2 separate regions of the Mus musculus genome follow, and region 2 is linked to region 1. The links are chromatin contacts, called in public HiChIP or PLAC-seq maps. All regions are on one chromosome and are shown on one strand. Each heading gives the region's core, a stretch centred on a gene start, on an enhancer-like site or on the middle of the called end of the contact. The rest is flanking DNA. Distances are from core to core; before and after follow the strand shown.

Region 1 (7,705 bases), core at 3,783-6,282:
GAGGCAGTCATAGATTAAATAGCCTGCTGGTGAGGATGGTCTTCTGGGGGGCACACACCCATCACTGCTCTAGCTGCATGCCTCCCCCAGGGCTATCATAAGCTGTGTATGTAGGTGCAGCAAGTTCCTTGCTCAGTATTTAGACAGCACAGTTGGTACCATACTGACCTCACATCCTAGCCAGACATGTCTATCCAGCCCCTCCACTCACAGCAGCCCCTGATTAGGGGAAGTGCTGCCCCTGGATTTACAGATGGGCTTCAGACAGTCTACAACTTTGGATTGATGCTCACAGACATTTACCCCCATCCTCCTACCCAGCTCTATGGAAAGAATGTCTGCTCTCACTGCAGCAACATTGGCCTTAGCCATGGGCATGCTTTGGCCAATGGAATGTGAGCTGTCACTATGCCTAAGTGGTTTAGTTGACTGTCATACCCTATCATCTGCTACTGAAGGATTTAGTGGTTGCTGCTTCCCTTTCAATCCAGACCCCAGAACAAAGCCTGGATGCAGAGCTGAGGGGATTCCAAGTCCCAGAGCAGTGCCGAGCTGATGCACATAACCTGAAGTAAAGGTTGCCCACTGAGTCCAGGTCTAGCCAGCTCAGCTGCAGAGGATGTATAGATTCAAAACATGGGTGTAAATATCAGTAGAAGCCAAGAGTCATCTGTTATGTAGAACTACTCGCCGTATGTGGTTGTGTGGTAACCAAAGGTAAGGAGGGGCTAGATTCCTGGGTTCACTAAGTCCCTGTTCTTTGAATGACAGAGCAAAAGGTGTGGAAGCAGAGATGAGGGGAAGCTGGGGAGGGTCCCCTCTGCATGCAGTTGAAGCTTCCAGACCATACAAGGACACAAGTAGAACATAGCAGCTGTTATGAAGAAGGGATTGCTGGCAAATCTCCCTAGATTTAGGTCTCTAGAATGTTTTCCACATGTAGTTTTGACTTGCTCCATTTAACAAAATTACACCCAAGAGAATCCCTATGCTTAATTTACAGGTCCACATGTCCAGGCACACCCTTCCCCTTGTGTCTAAATTGGGTAGCAGTGCCCAATTTCAACCTTGTACATGAAGCCTGTGTGCTTGATGTAAAAGCAGCGACAGGAAGAGGGGGCACTGTGAAGCTGTTATGACACCAGGTCTGTCTGTTCTGATGCCAGGTGTCTTGGTGGGCTGATGCCCAGACCTTCCCCTGTCTGTCACATGTTCATGTCATGTGGGGTAGACGGTATGGACTGGCAGGTGAGGAGGAGTATTGGCAACCACTGAGTACCACAGCATCCAGTGTGCTCAAGTTCAGGGTTAAATAGTTTGTGTTAGAATCTCCATCTGTTTACTATAAATGTCCCTCTTCTCGTGACATAAATTAAGAAAGTACTTATGATCCTTTATAGCTTTGCCTTCTTCCTTATTCCACTGGGTAAAAAAGTCATCCTGTGGTTGTAATTTACAAGTATGAGTTTAAAAAGAAACTACAACTAATCTCTCTCTCTCTCTCCCTCCCTCTCCCTCTCCCTCTCTCCCTCCTCTCTCTTGCCTTCTTCCTCCCTCTCCCTCTCTCCTTCTTCCTTCCCTGTCTTTCTTTCTGTCTCTCTGTCTCATTGTCCCTCCTTCCCTCTTTTCCTTTCCTCTCTCCTTCCTGTGCATGTGGAAGCCGGAGGTCAAAGGCTGGTGTGATTCTTCAGGACATCTGGGACCCGAGACTGGCTGATTAGTCGAGGCTGACTGCCCAGGGAGTCACAAGGGTCTACCTGCCCCTGCTCCGAAGAGGTGGGACTATAGGCACACACCACCAAATCCCACTTACTATGTGTATGCTGGGGATTGAGGTCTCCACAACTGCATGGCAAGCACTTTACTGAGTTATCTCCCTAGGACCCAGCATCCAGCTTTCTTCAGTAAAGTTGAAGCTGCCCTTAAGTTGACTCAACTTGTAGAGATTGAAGTGGAATGTGACTAGTTCCTCGGTGTCCACATGTGGCAGTGCCATAGAGGGTGTCCTAAAATAAATCCATAAGCCATTGTGACAGTGCTTCATGATCCACATCTGCATATGAGGTACACACACACACACACGTGCACACACACACACACACACACACACACACACACAGCCACTCTTTCAAAGTCGTCAGCAACCAACAACAGGGCTTAAGACTGAGCCCAAGGGTTTCCTGGCCATCTCCTCCATACTCTCTCTACCTCACAAAGCCACCAAGGGCACAGGTGTCCTTACCCCCACCAAGCAGAGAAGCTCGTTGGGCTAGATTCTCTGTCATGAGGGTCTTCCCCACCTCCTGATCTCTTCTCTCCTTCTCACCCTGACCTACAGGTCTCTAAGGAGGTGGAGCCTTTTGTTCGGGGCCATTATCTTATGTTGTACCCATCTGAGCCCATTCATGCCTGCTCCACAGAAAGTTGAAGCCCTGAACCACTGACAGGCAGGAGCAGATTCTCAATGGCCTCACTCAGCATGGTGTGCCGTCCTCACTCAGCCTAGTGTGCCATCTTCAGAACTGGACAGATGCCTGGCAGCTTGAAGTACACAGTGACAGAGTCAACTCTGCAAACACTGAATGAAATTCTGACTACAGTATTCCCAGAGCATGCATGGAGAGGAGCCACCTCAGCCACTCAGGGAGTACAGAATCAAGAAGGTAAGTCAGGGTCCCTAGGTTGTGCTACCAACTTCCAATCACCCTCTGTTCACTGAACCAGAACACTGTCAGAGTCTGAAGCCAATACTTGGTGCTTACAGGAATGCCTTCTGTCCCCTTTGGCATGCTGGTGTTTCCTGTTGATGCCCCCCTGGTTGTCACAAGCCTTTGCTGTGACAGACAAACAAGAAAAGCTGGAGGGTGAGCTAAGAATGTTGTTTAATTGCTTCTCCCACCTTCTCTGCAAAGCTGAAAATTGGGAACAGAACTCAGAGCTGAGCTGGTTTCTCCAAGGGCCCATGGTGCTTGCCTAGGACTTTACAGGTGTCCAGGACCCCATGTCCTTCCCTGAAGGCATACACACATTCTGAATGAGTCACCTAGAGCCTGGGACACCCTAGAACCCAATCTACACTTTAGGAAGCATGGCCCTTTTTGAAGTTATGATGATTGGTTGAGTTTCTAGAAAGTTCTATGCTATTTTCTACACAGCCTCGGGGTGGTTGTATGTAGGTTTGTTTGACTTAGGAGAATAAAACCAACTTTTCCATGCGGCCACAGCTTGCTAGCTCTGTACCACTCTGGAGAGTTTGGCTAAGTCTTAACCCACAGCCCTCTAGAAGCATCCAACGTTTTGGAGAAAGAAGAGCTCAGGATACATACCCCACCCCGTGTCTCTCTGCTCTGAACTTTCTTGGAGCTGTACATGTCTTGGTGGTCCCATCTCTGTCTGCTCATGGGAGTCTCTGAGGCTGAGTCACCCACCCTGCCGCCTCTTCTTCAGTAAACTGCCACTGCCCCTGGGCTGAGTCACAGTCTGAATCCCACGGATGCATTAGTGTCCCTGGGGCTTTGACAGTCACACAGCCAAGACATTTGTTCTTAATCGTATACCCATCCCCACCCAGCAAATGGTCAAAACTTCCCAATGGGGATTGAAACCACAAGTGTAAGGCAGAAAACTTAACGAGCAGCTATTCCTGCCTGGAAGAGACTCCACTTGGAGAATGGAAGTGTTTATCTCATTGGCATTTGGAGGAAGAGCAGGTTTTTTTTAGGAGATGTGATGGCTTTTTCCACTAAGGTCAGATACTTTCTCAGTTCCATGGCCGAAAGCTCTCTATCAGTCCAGGACTGTGGGACCAGAAGACAGGCTCTGGCAGCTGTCCAAGCTCTGGGAAAGGGAGGGAGTCTGTTCTCGGGCAACAGCTCTCACAGCGTTGCCTTTGAGGAAAGGGTAACTGATTGCCCACAAACCCGGGGTAGCAGCCTCCCCCACCTGAAGTCTGGAAGGTTTGTCCTATCATTCACAGGCTCAGACAGGAAGTCCCCACCCCCAGCCCAGTCAGCTACTTCCACCTCAGTTCTCAGTTTCTGGCTCCCACCCACTGCCGCAGCCTGGAATTATCAGTGGGGTGTTCTGCCTCATACCCACCTGGCTCTTGTGTTTCTGGGGAGGACTGTACATGATGTCAGCATTCTGTAAGAAATCTGAGAGCAACACACAGCTGCTCTCTGGCCAGTTCAGTCAGGGACCCAAGGGGGTCTGGTGGCAAGCACAAACACCTCAAGGGGAAATCTCCAGGACAGAGGAAGGCCACTGAGAGACCCTTAGAGCAAACTCACCATCAAGTTCCCTTAGGAGTCAACTAACGTCTAATGAAATATGACATACAAGGGGGGATGGATAGGATATTCTAGAAATGGCTGTGAGTGGCTTAGATGTGGGGTGTGTTATTTCACTTTTCCTATCACTGAGACCAAATCCCTCTAAAGACCCTTTGAGGGAGTAGGATTTATCCTGGCTGGTGGTTTTAGAGGGTTCAGCCCATGGTTACTCTTCCCCATGAGTATGGGGAGAGCATCATCCTGGTGTCAGGAGTCTGTGAAAGGGGCTGCTACTCACCCCTTTGCCAACAGGAGGCAGGAAGGGGGTTGGTAAAGACACCAGAGAGAATATAGTCCCTAGAACCCACACCCAGGGACCTTCATCCAGCTAGATGCCACCTCCTTAAGTTTCCTCTAAAATTAGTGCTACCAGCTTGGGATGAGGTATTCAAAACATGAGCATAAGAGGTAAGTTTCATATTCAAACTCTAACATGAAGTGCTCCTCCAAAGGCTTCATCCCCAGGTGAGAGTGCTGCTGGGAATTGAAGGGATCATAAAGACTCGGGCTTCATCAATGATCTGATTCAGTGAGGACTCTGACTTCAACCTTACCAATGAATTACCCTACTAATGAGTTCATAACCTAAAGGGACTAGAAGGAGAGAGGGTTTGGTTGGAAGAGGTGAGTCACCAGGGGCATGTCTTTGAAAGGTCTATCTTGCCCCTGTTTCTGCTTCTTGGTTTCCCTGGGGTGAGCAGCATCCACCACACAGCTCCTCCCTCCATGGTTATGTTCTGCCTTATCACAGGTCCATAGCAATGGGGCCCACAAAACCTCTGAAGCCACAAACCCAAATCCTCCTTTTAAGGTATAGACATCAAGGATCCTGTCACAGTGCTGAAAGGCTGACTAATACATGAGTCCACTTCTGAGCCATTAACCCTGCTCCCTCAGAGCCAGTGCATGGGTGCTACCACCCACCCCTGGCATCTCAGGCACATCCCTGTTTCATTCTGACAGGACATGGTTCTTTCTTGAGGTGTCAGCTTCACGTTTGGACACTCTGGAGAGCCATATGCCTGAAGGGCTTTGTCTGAATCCTCACAGGTTGGATAGCATGCAGCTCCCTCAGTACGAATCTGTGCTGAGATGGAACCACATCTCTGAGCCCCAGGACATGTAGCTTTTGGAAACACAAAGAGGAGAATTATATATTGGGAGGGACCTGAAGTGCACTGGATCCTGATTCTACCCCTCTTTTCTATCCTTTTGTTTGTCTGTCTGACTTCCTGATTTCTGACACTGGGTGTGTTTTGGGTCCAGGACCTGGCTCCATACCAGGGCCTATTCTGTTTGATTCCTTGATTTTCTGTAATTTCTGCAATGAACTGCCACATTCTTGTTGGCTTAAAGTAACAAAGAGACTAGAAGTCTGAAATAAGTGGCAACCCACGATACAGACAGGCTTCCATCCCTCTGGACACTGCAGAGGAGAAGCCTCCCCCTCCTTCTCCAGCTTCTGGTGTTGACTTGGGCTTGGCTCACTTCCATCACTGCCTCCAGGGTCATGTGAGCTTCTCCCCATGTATGTCACATCTCCCGGTGCTCCTTTCATAAGGATGTGTATGACCATGTCTGAGCTCACCTGGATATTCCTGACCACCCTCCCCTGTTTCCAGCTAACATTTAGGGAGTTAGGGAAATAACATTTAGGGAGGAAAGCCACAGAGAAGATCATAATGCTAGCTCACCAGTTCCAGCTGTGGCATGGATGTCTGTGGAGATGGGAATTTATTATCTATCTTCCACCCCCAGATCTGAAGCTGACCCTTTGCATTCCTACTGAAATGCAGATAATTCCTAAGCCTTCCAGACACCAAGGTCAACCAAAAAGGCAGCATCCGGTCCTACTGCAGACCATGTCTTCTGCCTACATGTCAAGCTGCACGTGTCACCCAGCCCAGAGTACAAATGTCAGAGTATCACCGGAAGCCCTGGCAAGATGCTGCTTTCAGAGGAGGTTCTGATCATCTCCATGCTTTCCTGTATCTGAAAGCCTCTCACCATGTGTGTTACATTGCTAATGCAAAGGTACAGCAAAGACTCGAGGGAAAGAGAAAGAAACAAATAAAAACTATAACTCATTCCTAGTGCAGAGTCTGCTGCGCATAGGGAAGGCAATAGGAGTCACGCATTTGTGTCTCCAGATGGTGTCAAATGTACACAGGGAAGATGCATCTCCCTGGAGCAAGAGGTCTCAGTGCAGGTGGGGGGAGGCGGGGCCACTGATGGGAGTAGTGGGAACATCTGGACCCTTGGCTCCGTTGGCTTAGCCCCTTGACAGGAAATCAAATATTATAGAAAGGAAAAGGGTCGTGCCTGTGTCCCGGGTGTGAGAGACTTGCAGGACTACAGAGAAGGTTGTGGTCATCTCTGCTTGACAGCATTGCAGCTGTGCTGGACCGCACTTGAGAGTATCTTAGCTACCACAACAACAGGAAGTCATAGGAGCTCACATCTATCCTTCTCGGCATCCTTAAATGTGCTTTCTACTGTTCTGGGCAAACATTGAAGGACAATTCATGAAGAAAATGGAAAATTCTCCCCAAGGTGCCTGCTTCCTACCAAGATCACTCCTGAAAGCTTATGTGAACTTGGTTAAAATATTTGCTGTCTGGCTTATGAGATGGCTCAGAAAATAAAAGCTCTTGCTATGTAAGCCCGATTATCTGAATTCTATGCCTGGAACACACTATGGAAGGAGAGAACTGACTTCCAAAAGTTATCTTCTAAGCACCACACAAGTGCCATGGCATGTGTATGAGTGTGCACATGTGTGTGTGTGTGTGTGTGTGTGTGTGTGTGTGTGTGTGTGCATGATGCCCCATGGCAGCTGGAAGCAGATCCTATGTTCCATCGTAGAACCCAAAGAACACACCTGGAGGAATTTCATTCTTTCCTGAAGAATTCTGATTTTTTCCTTAGTGGATTTCAAAAACAAGTAAATCCAAGCATTGCATAACGTATCTAATTAACATGCAGAAGGGAGATCCTCAGTCATCCATCACTAGTCAGTGTTCTTAGAAGAAATTAAAGCAGGGTAGTAATCACTAGGAGGCAAGTAAATGGCTGTCATGTGACTGACCCTAGGGAGAGGTGATGAAATGTCTATTCATCCCAGACAGGGCACAGACAACACACTAAAGAACACATTCTACCCAAGTCTAGCTTAGTGAACCAGTTTATTGGGATTATTTATAGGAGCATAAGTGGCTCAAAGGCCACTCTATCACCAAGAAGCCCATTGCAAACATAGATGACAGTTCATAGAGGATGAGTTCCTGAAGCTCCCTGCATGGCTTTGAAGGTCACTGGGTCTGCCAGAGAGTCTTTTCTACTGAGCAGTTGTTACTGCTTGTATAACCCTGGGG
Region 2 (7,705 bases), core at 2,935-5,434, 94 kb after region 1:
AGGTTAGACTCTTGTTTCTCCATCTAAGCCGTGCAACTACAGAGGAATGAACCAAGCAGAAATGTACAGAGTAGCTGTGACGTCCAGGCTATGTTCTAGGCACAGGGTTTGCCTGGCACAGGCGTAGCGTGGAACTCCAGAGGGAAATTGAATTTATAGGAATGTTCACATAAACACCAGCAGTGGCTAGCTATAACCCAAGGGTCCAAGTATACGGTAGAACTGCCTGGAGACGGAGAGCAGGGTCCATAGACACATTTAGCACCATATTGACAGGTCACGTGCAGAGGGTTTCCTCCCGAGGTTGAGTGTCAATCAAAGCATGAAAAGGCACCGTGCTGAGGCATCTACCCAGGGCTTCTATAGAAACGAGTTAGAAATGGCTGCCTCCTCCTTCTCCCAGAGGTACGTGTTGCCTGAAGGCCATGCTTAGGCTCTTGTCAAACTGTTAACTCTGGGTATGGAGAGCATTGAGTGTGGAGAGAAGGAGAGAAGAGTGGAGGGAGAAGACAGAGGAAGAAGAAAAGAAGAGAGGTCAGTAAACATAAAATATACTATATTTATCATAGCATGATCCCACAGCCTCCAGTCTGTACCCTTTCCTCACTGGTTCCTGTGGTCCTTGTGGCTTCAGGTTTGGGCCGTGTGGAATCTGAACTCTGAGCCATTACTAATTGAATTGCTCACTATGATAGAGAGACTTGGATAGCCTTGGTGTCAGCATTACTGTTTATAGGAAGCAAAGCTATTTTAAAATGAATATATATAAGTGTTTATCATTGGTCTTCTGTTGTTGATCATTATTCTATTCAACAATCATGTGTACTGTGACACTTCTAAAGTGACAAGGATGTGCTAATGTTCCTGATGTGCTTGGTTGGCTCTGGGTTTCCCAACCACCAAAGATACACATATGCTTTCAAGAAACAAATCAGTCATTCCAATCACTAACTTCCTGTGGCTTTTTTTTTTTCATGTGTGTGTAAAATTAAAAATTTTATCTTTTTAATGGTTCACTGGTCCATCTTATCTGAGGATTTGATTTAACTGTTTTCAGGTTTTCCATAACCATTGTAATTCAGGCATTTCTCAGCAGTGAGGCCATTAACCCTGATCTCTCCTCTTTATGCATAATAGAAAAATAAAACCCAAGAGAGGGAGGGGCCACTTACCAGGACTACACATCTTTTCACATTCTTCCTGGGAGTGGAATCTGTTCTCGTTGCCTCCACAACCTCCATACCAGAATCTCTTGCAACTTTTGCTCTCTAGGTCATAGTGCCATAGTAACTTGAAGTCCACACAAGTCCCAGCATCTCTGGACAGCTTACATATATCTACAGGAGCAAGAGGAGAAAGGAGCATCAGTAGGTTTGTGCCAACGCCTCAGCCTCCAGACTCCATATTGGAGTCTGTGGTTGGATCTCAATGCTACTGTAGAGAAGAATTTCCTGGTGGGAAGGTTTTAACCTACCCGAGCCTCTGTTTCTTCATTATTAAACTGACATAGCAGTCAGTCACAGGTTTGCAAAGAATAAACAAAAAGTACAGCAAGAATCTCAACTATTAGCTGTCACTGAATAACAAAAATAAAATGACTAACTTCTCCCCATTTCAATTTTGAGGTCATCTGCTCTCCAGTTCTTTCTGTCTACACTGTCCAGACCATGGACTTTCATACTCCTTGGTAAATAGCATTAAATTCTGTTAGACTATACATTTCAAGAAGATAAGTAGATTGAAAATGTATGTAAATTGTAATTGAGTATTCTTTTTTGAAAAAAAGTAAATAAAAATAAAAGTAAATATATACACTTTATTGTTTATGCTTGTGTTCTATGTCAGTTCCCCTAGAGCTAGAGTCAGAGGCAGTTGTGAGCAGCCTAACATGGGTGCTAGCACTGACCTCTGACCCCTGCAAGATCAGCAACCACTCTTAACCACCAGGCCTTCTCGCCAGGCCTTCAACAGATGTTCATCGTGTTAAGTGTGTGTGCAGATACAGTATAGCCGACTACTTTTCTTCCCTCTCACATAAAACTAAGATGGAGAAGAAGCTCCTCAGGCCGCAGAAATGCCCCAGGGCAAGACTTTGTGGGGGCCAGAAGCTTGGTTTGTCTCCAGTTAAGGAAGTTCAGGGTTTGAATGCACACGCCTGCTGGAGCCCAGTTGCAAAATAAGGCTGGGTCCCCTAGATGCCTACAGAGGTAAATTGACAGTTTGAGAACAGCAAGACTTCTGTTTACAGAACTTTCTGGCAAACGCTGGAGTTTGCTGGGAAAGACGTGTGCATGTAAAATGTTTTAATCTAGAAGTCTGAAAGTCTAAGCCTTCTTTCAACAAAGGCTCAGGATCAGATAATCTGCACGTTTGTGGGAGTGGCTACCAACCTGACTCAAGGCTCTCCCTCACAAAGCGCCCTCCTTGCTTTCCTCGAGTAAGACAATACTGAAGGACTTGTTCAGTCGTTGCTAAGTGGCTTTAATAGACAGTAACCTTACTACTTAAAAGTGGCTGCATTGTAATATTTGAGAGCTAAGGGAAGCAAAGGGTAAAGTGGAGATTTTAAGGAAGGTTTGCTTTGCTTGGTTTTCAAAATACAAATTCTAACCATTTCAAACGTAATGCTGCAAAGTCTAGAGCCTTGAAAGGCAAGGTGTGGATGCTGTTGGAGGTCTACCAGCAGAATCAACCTTCACCTCGAGGCAGGGTCTTCTGGAAGCACAGTTCTCTAGCAAAAGGACACGCTTGAGCTGGGAGACATGGAGTCAGACTCCTCTGCCCTTGTCGGGCTTTGTCAAGAAGACACAGACATTCACCTGCATCCTCAGACTACCTCACCACCATCAGTGGGAAGGAGACAGATTTTAGATTCACCCGCAAACAAATGCTCTGCGGCCTTGACAGGAACGTGGGTCCCCGTTACAAACAAAACCCAAATCTCCCCTCTTTGTCAGACAGTGTTACATGTCTGTGGAGAAAATCCTTCCCTGATTCTGGAAGCAGCAACTCCACATTTAAAAACAGAACAGCCTGACCCAGATTAGTGTTTAAAGATTATGTTGTTTACGCTAACTAAACACTGTTTATACAGTCTCAGCCTTCAGCGGCACACATAAAGAAACCAACTTATCCCTGAATCTTGCTGTCTAGGAGTTCCTCCAAGTCTCTCAATGAAACAAGAGTTTGCTGGAAATTTTACATTTTCCATACTCAGAGACGAAAGCTAGGAAGAGGGAATCAGATTAAACACACAGCTTTCTGTGTCTTTGAAGTGAATGTATTCTGGGTCTTCTTTGGCTGGTGTTTGGTTTTGGGGGTTTTTTTCCCCTAATTTTACTTGTTATTGTGCATGGGAACATGACAGGAGAGGGGTGGGCCGTGGCATGAGTTTGGCAGTCAAAGGCAAATGTTGTGAAGTTGATTCTCTCTTTCCGCATTTACAGGGGCTCTGGGGTTCAAACTTGGGTTCTCAAGCTTACACCCTTGGTGCTTTACCCACTGAGCAATCTCCCTGACCCTGTGACAGTATCTTGAAGGAAAATCCAAGAAAACCCCAGCCACAGAGATGTGGCTTTCTTTTGAGGTCAGCATTCATGTTGGGGCATCCTTACCATGGTGGCTTAAGAATAGACCAGAATAGACTGTGAGCTGCAGGGTAGAACCAGGCAGGAGACAAAAGTCTGTCTGTAGTCTTTGGTGTGGACAGCAGAAACTGATGAGCAGTGGCGTCTCCTCCCCCGCCTCCTCTACCTCCTCCCCTTCCTCCCTCCTCCCTCTTCTTCCTCCTTCCTCTTCTCCTCCTTCCTCTTCCCCCTCCTCCTCTCCCTCCTCCCCCTCCCCCAACCAACTCTCACTTCACCCACCTACTTCACTTTTCCAGTTTGCATTTACACCATAGCATTAAATTTCTTCAAGGCTTTTTATAGAATCTCTCAGCAGTTGTAGTTAATTACCACCACCTGTATGGAGCCCCACCTCCCTCAGTCCCAAAAATTTCTATTGGAAAAACTCCCTATTCTTCTGCTAGCCTTTCACAGGAAAGGCTAGAGACATTGGACACCATGCAGTCGCTTGCTGTTAAATGACAATGGTAGTAGCTCTTCCGTCTAGTACAGTTACAAAGGCAGTTACAAAGGCTGCTTATGAATGATGACTCAGAAAGAAAGCACGTATTGAGAGGCATCCTGTTCCTCCTGACTGGCCAGAAGGCATCAGACAATCTCCATGCTAAGCAGGGGCTTGCACTCTGAGGACTATGAAACAGTACCATAACTAAAGTCTCACAGGATTTTGAGTTCTCATGTCAGTTAATGGCGCCTTTGGTGCCTAAGTCAAACAAATTGATCACTGTGTAGTCACTTCCTCAAAGCTAGTTAGCCAAGCCTCCATTCTGCTAAATGAAAGTGTTATGTGAATGTGAATGGCTCCCATTGGCTCAAATATTTGAACATGTGTTTGGTCCCTGGTCTGGCTAGTTTTGGGACAACTTGACACAAGCTGAAGTCATCTGAGAGGAGGGAACTGCAAGTAAGAAAATGCCGCTATAAGATTGGGTTGTAGGCAGGCCTGTAGGGCATTTTCTTAATTAGTGATTGATGGTGGAGGGCAATCCCATTATAGGTGGTGCCATCCCTGGGCTGGTGGTTCTGGGTTCTATAAGAAAGCAGGCTGAGCAAGCCATGCATAGGGAGCAAGCCATTAAGCAGTACTTCTCCCTGGTCTCTGCATCAGCTCTTGACTCCAGGTTCCTGCCCTGTTTGAGTTCCTGTCCCGACTTCCTTTGGTGATGAACAGTGATATGGAAGCGTGAGCCCAATAAAGCCTTTCCTCTCCAAGTTGCTTTGGTCATGGTGTTTCATCACAGCAACAGTAACCCAGCCTAAGACAGTCCCCGGTTGCTCAGGAGAGATTAGGAGGTATGGTCTTGCTGGAGAAGGTGTGTCACGGGTAAGCTTTCAAGCTTTAAAAGCCTTCCATCAGCCCCAATGAGTTCTAAGCCCCTTGTTTGTGGATCATGATAGGATCTCTCTGCTACTCCAGCTGCCTGCAGCCTCCTACCTCTGTTCCATCATCACAGACCCTTATTCCTCTGGAACTGTGACCCCCAAAATAAACTCTTTCTTCTATAAGTTGCCTTGGTCATGACCAAGTGACCACATGACAAGAACATGTCATAGCAATAGAAAAGCAACTTATATAGAGGGAGGGAGGGTTACAGGTTCTCAGACTTGTATCCCAAAAACAGCAATCTTTCCTGTCACTAACAGACACACTCTGTGCTCAGGTATCCAGGAAAGTGGAATACAAGACCAAGCCTAGATGTGGCATTTTGAGAACTGAAAATATATCTGAATCCACATGTTCTGCAGGATCCAGTCTGGTTACCTTGGGTCTCCTAAGCAGTGTCTTATAGATGACTCGGTAAGTGAATGAAACTTTATTCTTTGCAGCACTACAGACCACAAGTCAACCCTAGCCAGTTTCAACATAACACAGAGGAAGTGACTGGTGGAGCCGTGCATAATAGCCATGGGCTCAGAAGCAGCTCCAGCCAGCTTCTTCTAACACTATGGTGACAAGCTTGGTTCCTCTGCTTTTGAAACCAAGACCATGTAGAGTGAGATGAAACCCAGCAGCTGAGGACCCCTTTGGAACTGATCCCATGGAAGTCATGTGATTTAGTCTCAGGCAGGTGGCCTCAATTTCAAAGGGTTTGCAAGCCATTAAGCAGTACTTCTCCCTGGTCTCAGAATGCTTTCTGAAGTCCATTAGGGGACCTAGTACTGCCACGACTTACCTGTTTTAGTGAGAAACAATGGTTCTGTGTTCACCATGAGGTTGATGGTTGAACTGGATGCTCGGTGTGCTGCCTGAAGAGGTGGAGGCTGGGTTTTCTCTATAAGAAAAGAAAATACAACCAACTAGTAGTTGACTCGGAAACTAAAAGTGGCAACAGAGATCCTACTATCTTCCTCGCCAGGATCCAGGTCCCCATTTCCCACATGCCACCTAGACATGATAGGCTAAGGCAGAGCAAATCTGGTCTCCCCCTTAAAGGGTCCCAGGAACCAAGAATGAGAGCATATGGCACAGGGAACCCTGTCTCCTATGCTGTTGCTGTGATTTTGATTTTCAGGGTGTAGCCTAAGTACCCAAGATTGATGGATTGTACTTAATTGTGTCTGTGCTTCAGAATGGACTCAAGGCATCATTGTTTTATATCCTGTTTGGTATACCATGTAGAAATCAAGACCCAAGTGCTCTCAAGTTGTCAGTACTTACTCGTATTGAAACTTCCTTGGTAGATGGCCCTGACCTGAGACTGCAGGTAGGAGACCACTACGACATGGTACAGCTGTCCAGCCAGTAGGCCTCCGATGACACGGTCAGTGACAGTGAGGTTTTGTCTCAGAACCAAGGACTGGTCGTGGGCCGAGGTTACAGTGAGGTCATAAAAAAAGGAGCTGGAAGGCTCGGGCCGCTCCCAGTGGAGTCTGGCACTGTTCTCCGTGACTTCAGAGACCTGGACTTCTCGGGACACTCTCGCTGAAAGATCAGAGTGCAGAGTTTATAAAAGTAAAACTCCTCACAACAGGAGCACATGTGGGAGCTTCAGAAGAGATCTGGGAGATGTTGGTGGACGGCTGGCCTGAAGCTCGCCAAGAAAGGGAGCTAGTGTCCCCTTCACCAGTAACATCCTCCACCAGCCTGCCTGGCATGTAAGAGCATAGTGACTCAAACGCATCTTTATTCATCAACAAGGTACATAAGTGACTACCTTCATTTTTTCTATCAAAAATCCCTTGTGAAGAAGATACTTTGAAATGTAAGCTCCAGCATGCTAGTAGGAAGTTACATGTGCAGTACAAGACCAGCTCTAGGATTGCAAACATGAAAAATCATGGTGTTGTAGGCTATGACAAGAACATACTGTCTCAGCTCTCTGTCTGCTCATAGGTAAAGATAATTCCTACTTTTTCATGAGCACATATATTCTAGATTCATCTTCATTTATAGATTATGACATTCTGTAGAATCTTCTTACATCTTCTCAGAAAAGCTAACAATTATACCCCCCTGAGTCTCATTAACTCATCCCCATCCCCCCCCCCCTCCACACACACACATAAAATCAGGAAAGTGCTTTTCTTGGGTCAGAATGAACATGCTGGTCAGCCTCTGAGGGAGAACTGAGTTTCTGAGGTGTCATTTCTCACTTTATTGAACCAACCCCTGATACTGCCACAATACTCAGTGTGAGGCCCCTTTCTGTGACCACATCCCTTTTGGAAAGAAGGAATAGATTAGCACAGGACCAGCTTTGATCTTTCTGAGTCACATTAGAAGGGGAGCAAGTTTAGTTCCAGCAAAAAAGGAAGTATGGAAGGAAGGAAGGAAGGAAGGAAGGAAGGAAGGAAGGAAGGAAGGAAGGAAGAAAGAAAGGAAGGAAGGCAGGCAGGCAGGCAAAGAAAAAAGAAAAGAAGAGAGGGAGGGAGGGAAGGAGGGAGGGAGGAAATAAGGGAAGGAGGGAGGGAGGGAGAGAGAAAAAGACTCCACTCTGCTGCCTAACCAGAACAAAATGGCAAGCTTCTCCTTTCTCTCTCACTCGGAGTCAGGAGCACTCAACGCATAGCCCACATTCTACAATGCAACCAAGGATACCTGTGGGTATGGCCCAACATAAAATCATAAGCTTACTTAA

What was found. HiChIP or PLAC-seq counts read pairs in DNA pulled down with a chosen protein or histone mark.
Region 2: a BATF HiChIP or PLAC-seq map of CD8 T cells shows a contact between it and region 1, with 7 read pairs. The contact joins two enhancer-like sites. A contact is called at or near these places in 4 of 39 promoter capture datasets (the 3T3-L1 cell line, 3T3-L1-derived adipocytes and liver), 5 of 484 Hi-C or Micro-C datasets (MC3T3-E1-derived osteoblasts, the NIH/3T3 cell line, embryonic fibroblasts and 2 more), 3 of 115 datasets of contacts at active chromatin or transcription factors (CD8 T cells, cardiomyocytes and embryonic stem cells) and 2 of 9 other capture datasets (adipose tissue and pancreatic islet).

Annotation. Positions count from the first base shown.
Region 1 is chr1:90,672,804-90,680,508 of GRCm38.p6, forward strand. It overlaps Gm9991 (a long non-coding RNA gene), which reads left to right and starts at 1,663. Exons shown (of 3, transcript XR_878398.1): 1 at 1,663-1,776; 2 at 2,339-2,663; 3 at 6,090-6,852. Within about 2 kb of position 5,033, at least 23 of the 459 cell types and tissues checked have an H3K27ac peak or open chromatin away from gene starts, as enhancers often do. A contact at or near this core is called in CD8 T cells, where this site is marked.
Region 2 is chr1:90,767,152-90,774,856 of GRCm38.p6, forward strand. It overlaps Col6a3 (collagen, type VI, alpha 3), which reads right to left. Exons shown (of 44, transcript NM_001243008.1): 41 at 6,286-6,549; 42 at 5,801-5,899; 43 at 1,173-1,337; 44 at 1-454. The coding sequence ends at 441. Among named protein-coding and RNA genes, the nearest start is that of Gm41918, 7.0 kb to the left of the region's middle. Within about 2 kb of position 4,185, at least 17 of the 459 cell types and tissues checked have an H3K27ac peak or open chromatin away from gene starts, as enhancers often do. A contact at or near this core is called in CD8 T cells, where this site is marked.